3 separate regions of the Mus musculus genome follow, and regions 2 and 3 are each linked to region 1. Evidence: chromatin contacts called from public Hi-C data. All regions are on one chromosome and are shown on one strand. Each heading gives the region's core, a stretch centred on a gene start, on an enhancer-like site or on the middle of the called end of the contact. The rest is flanking DNA. Distances are from core to core; before and after follow the strand shown.

What was found. A called contact is a pair of places that touch in the nucleus more often than the background predicts.
Region 2: a contact with region 1 is called in a Hi-C map of the C2C12 cell line, with 2.0 times the contacts expected there. The contact joins the promoter of Arhgap42 here to the enhancer-like site in region 1. A contact is called at or near these places in 6 of 39 promoter capture datasets (the 3T3-L1 cell line, the C10 cell line, liver and 1 more), 9 of 484 Hi-C or Micro-C datasets (the C2C12 cell line, cumulus cells, embryonic fibroblasts and 5 more), 3 of 115 datasets of contacts at active chromatin or transcription factors (embryonic stem cells and fibro-adipogenic progenitors) and 2 of 9 other capture datasets (adipose tissue and pancreatic islet).
Region 3: a contact with region 1 is called in a Hi-C map of the C2C12 cell line, with 4 times the contacts expected there. The contact joins two enhancer-like sites. A contact is called at or near these places in 3 of 484 Hi-C or Micro-C datasets (the C2C12 cell line, adipose-derived mesenchymal stem cells and embryonic fibroblasts).

Annotation. Positions count from the first base shown.
Region 1 is chr9:9,141,079-9,144,315 of GRCm38.p6, reverse strand. The region is part of intron 3 of Arhgap42 (Rho GTPase activating protein 42); the gene reads left to right. Among named protein-coding and RNA genes, the nearest start is that of Gm16833, 94 kb to the left of the region's middle. Within about 2 kb of position 1,580, at least 51 of the 459 cell types and tissues checked have an H3K27ac peak or open chromatin away from gene starts, as enhancers often do. A contact at or near this core is called in the C2C12 cell line, embryonic fibroblasts, neural stem cells and 1 more, where this site is marked.
Region 2 is chr9:9,237,410-9,240,646 of GRCm38.p6, reverse strand. Arhgap42 (Rho GTPase activating protein 42) reads left to right here and starts at 1,620. Exons shown (of 24, transcript NM_001372563.1): 1 at 1,620-2,021. The coding sequence starts at 1,868. The region is part of intron 2 of Gm16833 (predicted gene, 16833); the gene reads right to left.
Region 3 is chr9:9,051,427-9,054,663 of GRCm38.p6, reverse strand. The region is part of intron 6 of Arhgap42 (Rho GTPase activating protein 42); the gene reads left to right. Among named protein-coding and RNA genes, the nearest start is that of Pgr, 150 kb to the right of the region's middle. Within about 2 kb of position 1,538, at least 5 of the 459 cell types and tissues checked have an H3K27ac peak or open chromatin away from gene starts, as enhancers often do. A contact at or near this core is called in the C2C12 cell line, where this site is marked.

The DNA of each region.
Region 1 (3,237 bases), core at 331-2,830:
TTCAGTCCGTAAGAACCGAGTTCTAGATCATCAGGGCCCACAGGAATTTCAGAGTAGAGCGCAGTTGCAGGGGTGAGGCAGGAGGGCGTATCAAGTTGGAGTGCGTTTTTATAATTGGAAAAGTGAAGCAAGTTGTTGCTAGAGTGGCTGTCCCCAAAACCGTGTGGTTTTGCTTGTAGAAAGTATGAGTAAATTGGAACTTACAACCAAATTCCTTGTTGAAAAAGTTTCATTTTACAGTTTTCTCTGTCATGCAGGGATGAGCAAATTATTTCTAAAGTTTAGAAACTGTAGTAATGTAATCTGAAAGACTTCCAGAGGAATGAAAGAAGAGATATTCTCTCATCGCGGAGACCTCCCCACTCCCTGCCCCGTGCCAGCATGAAGAACACTACCTTTCATGGTGTATAACTGCTTTTCTATCTTTAGTTTTCTTTTTCTAATGATGTATTTATTTTTATTTCATGTGCATTGTTTCTTTGTTTTGTTTTGTCTACATGTATGTCAGTGTGAGGGTGTTGGATCCCCTGGAATTGGAATTACAGATTATTATGAGTTGCCATGTGGGTGCTGGGAATTGAACCTGTGTCCTCTGGAAGAACAGACAGTGCTCTTAACCTCTGAGTCTTCTCTCTAGTCCCCTCCCCCCATATATATATATCAAAAACAGAGCAGATATTCCACAGTTTGTAAAAGTATCAGAGTGGAACATCTTTGCATAATTAAATAACCTCTAAGAAGGAAGGAAAGCATTCACTCACCCCTAACAGACTGTAAGACAAAGTCACATTTGCCTGAGTACCCTTAAGTGAGAGCGTTGCTGGTGCCTTGAGGGAGTCCTTGCAGATGCTAAGGTCTGGGCAGTGACCAGCATGCAGACTGGGTAAGAACTGAGTCTAGAGCCATCAGTGTCAGTCGAGTTTTCCTCTCTAGTAGGCTTTCCTGTACTAGCTTCATATGATTAAGAAACTGACACCACATATGGTTCCATTTTATGTTACAGAGGCTGAATTCCCTGAGGTCTCAACCCCAAATTACCTATTTGATCCAAGTGTTATTAGACGGAATATTGTTTTTGGCGTGTTCTGTAAGCCCTTGAACTATGCTGCACTCAGTGAAGCTTTTGGTTATTTTCATTAACCCTTCAGTCCCGAGTCTTATAGACTGTGAATAGAAAATGCCAGGATGATTCTGTTATCATGTGTTAAGCCATTGTTTAGTCTTGTGAATGCTGTCCTTTGAGAAACTGAACCTAATTCTATGGTGAATACATTGGGCAAAAGGAAGAGTCACCTCTGCTGACATGCCCACATTACAGGCGTTTTCATGGTGACTGAGGACAGTGCAGAAGAATGCACTATTTTGACAGGTTCCAAAAGCGAAATTATAAAACAAAGGTTTTTACTGAAGTAAATCATGACTGCAGAAAATGAGGACATCGTTTGTCGATGGACTCAACCACTGGTTTCTTAGAGGCAGCAGGTTATAATTAAGACCACGTTTGTGCATGTGTCTGGAACCACATGTGTGCTCACCGCCCACGGGTGGCTGAAGGAAGTTGTAGGAATGTTTGTCTGTGGGAAATTTCCCAGGGCAGCAAAGAGTTGGTTTTCAGCAGTTAGAGGGCCAGATCTTTTCTGCCTATGCTGATGTAGACTGCGTGGCTTGCTCTTGGCTTCTTGTTCACATTAATGTTCATTTAATGAGGTTTTCTTTCAGGTTCCCCTCCTTGTTGTACACTCAGACTACTAATGACTCTTTTCCACAAGAGAGGTGTGGCAAGAAAGTTAAGAAATGTGGTTTAGAAACAAGAAAGGAAAGCCAGAATGTCATTTCAGAAGCTCAGGGTTAGAGGAGACTGCCTGGGCTTCTTTTTTTTTTTTTTTTTTACAATCCCTAGTATGGATCTGGGAAAGCACGTGGACTCATAACTAGCTGTGTGCTCAATGGCAACTTTATGTTAAGCAGTGGGTTACTCAGTTTAGGGAAGAGAGCCAAGTGTAGGCCTTACATCTCTCCCACTTAGACTCACCCACTAGTCATACTTTGAATATCAGGACTCACTATTTCTCTCTGCACTGTAAAATCTTATCTATGAGTTTGAGCTGTGAGGAAATTTGAATGAGAAGTGCTTCCTTTCCACCCCATTTCTTTCCTTCTACCCCTGATGATGGAAGCCAAGACTTTGTGGTCACCAATCCTGGAGCATTGGAGTCCTTGGCTCATGGCACAGAGAGCTCAGCAATTAGTATGAGTGACAATTGTTATGAACAAATGATAGAGAAACAAAGGAAAGTGGTTCGTACAACTGAGATTTGATTAATTCCTTACTAATAACAAGAAAAGACATGGTAACTCCAAAAAGAGTAACAATAGAAGTGCTTATCAAAGAAAGTTTGGAAAATCTCTGTTGTTGACAAAATTGACAGAGAGCAACTTCTAGAAAGTACAACATATCTTCAAGGATCCCGCTGATTGCCACTTAATAATTCAGTAGTGTGAGTTCTCTCAGCCTCAAGTGACTTTTGCTATGCCGTACTGTACTGTCTTTCTGATGCACTTGGGTGTTATTTCTGATATACTGTTTAGGATAAGAGCGCTTACTCATTTAGATTATAGTTACCTCGCTTACCTTTATAGGGCAACTGAAAAGGTTTTATTTATAATTGGTAAAACATTGAAATGTATTAGCATTAAAGTTATTTTCAAATAAAGACAACGGCACTTTCTCTGCTGCAGACAGTTGAGCTGACTGTCCCTTTAATACCTAATCTTGCTTAGGGTCTGGGAGATGGCTCAGTTAGTAAAGTACATGCTATGCAAATATGAGAACCTGAGTCCACAACCTCAGGACAAATTTAAAAAGCCAGGCAGTGCAGGAGTCACCTGAAAGCCAAAATCCCGGGAGGCATAGATAGAAGGATTTTTAGTGCTTGCTGACCACTTAATCAAGACATATCAGGGAGCTGCAGGTTCAGTAAGAGACTCTATCTCAAAATAAAAAAAATGGTGGCTGGCATTTGAGGGAGACGCTTTGCATTTGCCTCTGACTTCCACCCCTACATATGCACTTACATATCCACCTAATTGAATGTGTGTACACACATATGCTGCACACACACACACACACTCACACAAGCACACAGGCTTTACAAAAAAGATTTGGCTTTGGGAACCTGGATTTTGTTACACTGGGGAGTGGAGAGGATTCAGGCGGGGGCATTCTCTTCAGATGCC
Region 2 (3,237 bases), core at 371-2,870, 96 kb before region 1:
CACACTCAGAAATTAAAATAGCTAAGATGAGGGCTGGCAAGACGGCTCAGCTGACAAAAGTGATTGCTGCTAGGCCAGAGAATCTGAGTTCAATCCCTGGTTTATCCCTTGTGGAAGGAACCAGTTACAGCCGAGTGTCCCTTGACTTCCACTGTTCAGATGTGTGTTCCCATCCCTAGAAATAAATATCACAAAAAGAAAATGTATAGAACTGTCATCACACATTTCTAAAGTGTGCAGACTCGTACTAAAAATATGGATGTAAGCTTTTAAAATGAGAATTTAAAAAAAGTCATCAAGCATACTGTTTACATGGTTTTGTCTGTTTTAAAGTTTACATGCTATTTTTGCTTTTTGTTTTGTTTTGTTGTTTTGTTTGTTTGGTTTTTCGAGACAGGGTTTTTCTGGGTAGCCCTGGCTGTCCTGGAACTCACTCTGTAGACCAGGCTGGCCTCGAACTCAGAAATCCACCTGCCTCTGCCTTCCGAGTGCTGGGATTAAAGGCATGCACCACCATTCCTGGCTGTTTACATGCTACTTTTAATGTTATTGTATGGCTGAAAAAAATTGCAGCTAAAGGTTCCTGAAATTTAATTGGGAAAAAATGTAAAGCACTTCAGTGGATTTTCCCATGATTTGTACAAGTTTCTTTTTTCCTTCCTTCCTTTCTTTTTTAAAAACAGATGGTTCAAATATACAAAGCAGTGGAAATGTAGAAATTAAAAACAGATCCTTAAGAAAAGTAACGGAGTTCTCAAAAAAGCTACAGGTGAGTGCAGGATGACATAAAATAGTAGGTTATTTTGTTGTCAGGGTTTCAACAGAACGCACATTTATTAGGTCAACCTCTGCTAATTGACTCTTTGCAGGAATTCATATATATATATTCATCTCAGAGACAGTGTTTCTCTGTGTAGTCCATGTTGGCCTTGAACTCTTGGCAATTCTCCTGCTTCAGCCAGTTGAATGCAGGTATTACCTACCACCACCACCAAAGGAATTAATGATTCCTTTGAAATGCTTGATCAGGTCAAGTCGATGAAAGTCTCTGAACTTGTAGGTCCACCCACCCAGGTGTCAATTAGAGACACTAAAACAGGGGTATATAACATGTGAAATGAGTTAATAAAATCAATTCCCCTTTCTTACAGACTGAGGGATAACACCCAACACACCTCACTGATGGGTCAATGCAGCGGGGTTGGGAGTCAGGCGGGACATCCTTTCTATTTTGGACTTATGGGCAGGACCCTGAAGTGAAACTTGAACCGGCTGGGAAGTGGTAGTTCCCGCAGGGGTTAACGTGGGAGTCAGACTGTTCCTGAGGGGGACGCTGGGGGTTGGAGATGGTTTGGGGCGCACAGGGCCTGGCGCTCTCAGTGGGCCCAGACGGGGACGGGTAGGAATCGGGTGAGGCTACAACACAGCAGTGCTGGGTGCGGGGAGCAAAGTGCGCACCGCAGGGACCGGGCGGGGACCGGGCGGGGACAGCGAGGGGCGGGGAGGGTGGAGGAGGGTCTGCCCGGGAGCTGCAGGCCGGCCCGCGTGCGCTCCGCACAGGGGGCGGGTTTCCCTACGGGCCCGAGTCGCCGTGAGGCGCCGCCAGCTAAGCGCGCGCCACTGTCCCCAGGGTCAGCGAGTGACGCTGTCAGAAGACTCCTCTGCGCTACAGCTTGTAGCCTCGCCACCCCCACGGTGCGAGCGAGCGACGATGCGAGCCGGTGACAGCGCCCGGAGCCTCCGCCCGGCCTCGGGGCAGCTGCACTGAGCCCGGCGCGCGGGGCCCAGTCCTCCGCTCTCCCCAGCGCTCCCCCGCGTTCGCAGTGTCCCCGCACCCGCCGCAGCTAGCGGCCGCCGCGCCTGGGCCATGGGGCTGCCCACTCTGGAGTTCAGCGATTCGTATTTGGACAGCCCGGATTTTAGGGAGCGATTGCAGTGTCACGAGATCGAGCTGGAGAGAACCAACAAGTTCATCAAAGAGCTGCTGAAGGATGGCTCTCTGCTCATCGGGGCGCTGAGAAGTGAGTGACGGGCCCCCAAGTGTGCAAGACCCCATGGGGTGCGGGACCCTGGTTGGGAAGCCCCAGACCGAACTTCTTTTGTTTGAATGGATTGGGGACAAAAGCTGAAGAGCTCCCCTGCTGGTGGCCAACAAAGTCTGTTCTTAGTGGTGCGGATTTACTTCCCAGGCAACACTGGGGAGGAAAAGTTTCCCCTACAGCCCTTGAGAGTCAACTTTTGAGACTTGTCAGTGAAAAGTTGGTAGAGACTTTCACTTTTGTTTGTTGTTGCTAAAGTTTCGGTGCCTGGTTGTTGTTGTTGTTGTTTTTGGTGGGGGGTTGGTTTTGTTGTTGTTGTTTTAAATTGTTTTGATTTTTCGTTTTAAGGTGGTGGAGAGAGCCACGCCAGTCAGGGCAACAGAGTGAGACCCTGTCTCATAAACAAAACAAACAAACCAAACAACAACAACAACAAATCAAAGCAAGCCAAACTCTCTGGGAAGAGTGGAAACAAGGGAGTCTGGAGAGTTAAAGTGAAGCTAGTGAATTTAATAATACTTTAGGAAAAGTAATTTCATACAACAATGACTCGTCATTGATTTGACCTTTTAAAAATACACGTCTGCAGTTTGGCCATTGGTAAGCTGTTTGGACCCAATAGGGTACCCGTGTATTTTAAAGCCCTTGTGAGTGTTCTGTTCGTATTAAATTTTGGCTTGCATCGTGTGGTGTGCAGTGTTGGTCATTGGTGAGAGCTCAGGTCTACATTCAGTCAGACCTGGTAGATGTCAGTATCTTTCCCACACTTCTCCCTTCAGGATATTCTTTACTCGTTTCTCCTTTAGAACTTCCCCTTCCATTATTACAACTCAAGCTTTCTCATACTGAGAACCAAGTGGATTACTTAGTACACGCTAAACGTTAACCATTGCCTTTCCCAGAATCCACTTGTGTCTTACATGGAAAATTGGGAAGGCTTCAGCTTCTGAAAAGAGAAGTGCTTCGGACTCTGGCCTCTTATGAGGGCGCTTACAGGATGGAGAGGCCTCTGGGTGATCTGGTAGTCCCCAGGACATGTTCAGGGTTGCTGTAATTGCACAGATGGAATGCCCATTGTCAATTAATTGGGATTTGAGACTACTATGATAATGATTATTTACTGTGGTTTGTGACAATGTGCAATGCTTCTTTGCAGTTCCTTGAGTTGTTACTAGGGAACCCTCCTCGCCAGGGATGC
Region 3 (3,237 bases), core at 289-2,788, 90 kb after region 1:
TTGCAGTGGGGAGGAGCAGAGCCTGCGAGAATGTGGGTCCTCTCCTGGGTTGCAGGTTCTCAGCTTTGGAGTCCAGCAACTCAGTGGTATAAGCAAAGCACTGTGTATCATAAGGCTAGTACCCTGATCCAGGAGGATTAGGAGCTTTGGAGATACAATTCAGTTTCAAGATTTTAATTTTCTACCAACTTTCCTGGGAACTCTGCTTGCTGAAGAGCTAAGTAGTTAATTTCCCTTAGAATGAAAAAGTAATTTACCTAACAGACCATCTGATCAAACTCCATATGACTTTAGAGAGGCCTTCTGAATCTCACTGTGGTTCCTGAGCCTAGCAAGCCATATTTTATGGCAAAGGGCACTACTTATGATTCCTACTCCCCTCTTTCTGACTAAGCCCTGACAGAGAGCCCCATGATGAGGTTTTATTGGGTGTGTGTGTGTAAGATTTTGAAAAACTTTATATATGTGTATGTGTGTGTGTGTGCGCGCGCGCGTGTGTGTGCACACATGCACAAGCACACATGTGCATGCAACTTGGAGGCAAGAAGAGGGCATTAGATCCCTGAGAATCAGAGTTAACAGGTTGTGTGCCTCCTGATGTGGGTACTGGGAGCCAAACTTGTATCCTCTGGAAGAACTGGAAGCTCTCTTAACCACTGACCCATCCTCCTGCTGGCACACACTGTAGTTTAGAAAGCCACGCTTCTTACTTCTGCCCTAGGTGGAGAACTCCTGTAACACTTGCCAATAGGCATTTCTAAGTTAAGGCCTATTTTTAAACCACAGTATGAGAGTCCATAAATTTTGACAATTTAATTTTCCCTGTACATTTCTTCCACACATATTTACATGTCTTTCTGGCTCTGCCCACTAACTGTACAATTATTCCTTGTCTGAACTTGGGATGGTATTTTCTTATCTGTGTACCTTCTGGAGAGTGACTTAGGGATGGGCTGTTGCCACATCTGAGCTTTCTTATGGCTCATTCTGTCTGGAAACACTCAGGTATCTCTTTCTATGATATGATCTTAGTTGTATCAAAAGGAAAATTTATAATCATTTGTTCACAGATGGCAGGCAAAAGGTATGATTAGTATTCTTGAACTGTGGGGAAATGGAAGCCTCCATTCACTTGAAGTGTGTGTGTGTGTGTGTGTGTGTGTGTGTGTGTGTGTGTGTGTTTCCCCCTACCTTATCCCAAATTGTGACATCCCACTTACCCTTCTTGGCAAAGGTCTTTTTTATGACAGTCAATTTATTGCAGTATGTATATAAGGTTCCTGATGTGTGGGGAGGGAATCTATTCAGATATTCACCAATGCCTGTTTATTCCCTAGTTGTGAGACTCTTGAGAATCTTGTGAAGCATTGGTTAACCAGAGATTTGTGGTGTGTGTGGGAAGATATATGTGGTTCACTGTTTAGGGGGACTCAGTCCATTGTGATAGAGAATGCAAGGTAGCTGTGGGAGATGGCTCAGATCTGGGCAGAATAGAGAACTAGAAGCCAAGTGGATGGTAAACCATAAGTCTAACTTGCAGTGACTCATTTCCTCCAGCAGCATCCCACCTCCTGAAAGTTCCACAGCCTCCCTAACAGTGCTACCAGCTGAGAACCAAATGTGGCCATTCAAACTCTGCCATGGTCACTGATATGTATCTGTTTGTCAGTTCCCATCACAGTGAGCTGCCCATTTATGCTGTCTGGCATTAAGTTGGAATGACATAAGATGTGTAAGCCTTCCTACTCTATTTTTACTAAGAGCTCTTTGGTCAGCTAGTACTGCTTCCCATTCTATGTGAATTTACAATTTCTGGATTCTGCAAAGATGTGACGTGTGGTTTTGATTTTACCGTACTTGCCTTTCAATGTGGAGAAAATACCTTCTTAACAGTTTCAAGTTCTTCAAACTGTGAAAGGGAGAGATTTTATTTGTTTCAATTTTTAATTTATTTATGCTACATTCATGGTTTTCAAAATAAGTTTTGAATTAAATTTACCAAATTAGCTGGTAAGTATTTTATTCCTTTAAGGCAGTTGAAGATGGGAGTTTTCTTAATTTCATTTCAGATTGTCTGTTGTAGTGTATGCCAGTATAAACTCAGTCTTTGCACACTAATCTCACAGAAGTGGCTTATTAGTTCTATTAGTTTTCTTTAAAATGGATTCTTTAGTATTTTGTGTATACAAGTTCAGGGCAGTGGCAAATGGTTAGTTTTGCAATTTGCTTTGTACTCTAGATGTCTTGCATTTCCTTTTACACACATGTACTTTGGTGTGGAGTGTCCTCCACATGCCCATGTATTTTAATGCATGTCCCAGTTTCCAGAGGTTGTGGAACTATGAGAAGTTGGTGTGTGGCTGTGGGAAGTAGGGGCTTTGGAGCATCCTGCTGCAGCTGGTTCTGCCTCTTACTAGGCACTGCCCCCGCTCTATCATCTTACTTTATCCCACTGAGTTGTCTGTGTAGAGATGAGTAGCTAATGCATGCCCACGAATCCATTTGGATTTTAGTCAAGTGGCCACCAATAGGTGGGAAGATTATGAACGTTTATTTAGTTCTAAAAATTATCTAAAAACATGGTGTCATGATGTCAAGTATGATTAGTATTGTTGAACTGTGAGGAAATGGAAGCTTCCATTCACTTGAAGTGTGTGTGTGTGTGTGTGTGTGTGTTTCTCCTTACCTTATCCCAAATTGTGACATCCCACTTAAACTTCTTGGCACAGGTCTTTTTTATGACAGTCAATTTATTGCAGTATGTATATAAGTTTTGACTTTTGGTTTTGTTTGAGGGCTAATAAATAACAATTTAACTCTAAACACCATGGAAACAATAAAGTGTGACAGAGTTTCCTGGTACTAAACGAATGTGAATCTGGAGAAAAAGTACTTGCCACCAAGCCCTATTCCCTAAAACCCACATGGTAGAAGGAAAGTGCCAACTCCTTCTTGATTGTTCTGTACATGTGCACCGTGACACACTCACCCACTGCATGCACACATAGACACAAAATACTAAGTGTAAAATAAAATTATACATCAATTAGTCCTTATTATCATTTTTGTGAAGGTCACATTTACTCTATAGAGAGCTTAAGCCTTATTTCTTTTTGTTTGTTTGTTTGTTTGTTTGTTTGTTTGTTTGTTTTCCCCCATACTGACCAAAGATGACGAAGGTCTGGGAAGGGCAGGTGTCCATATTCCCTGGGTCTTTCTACTGACCGCCATTGGTTT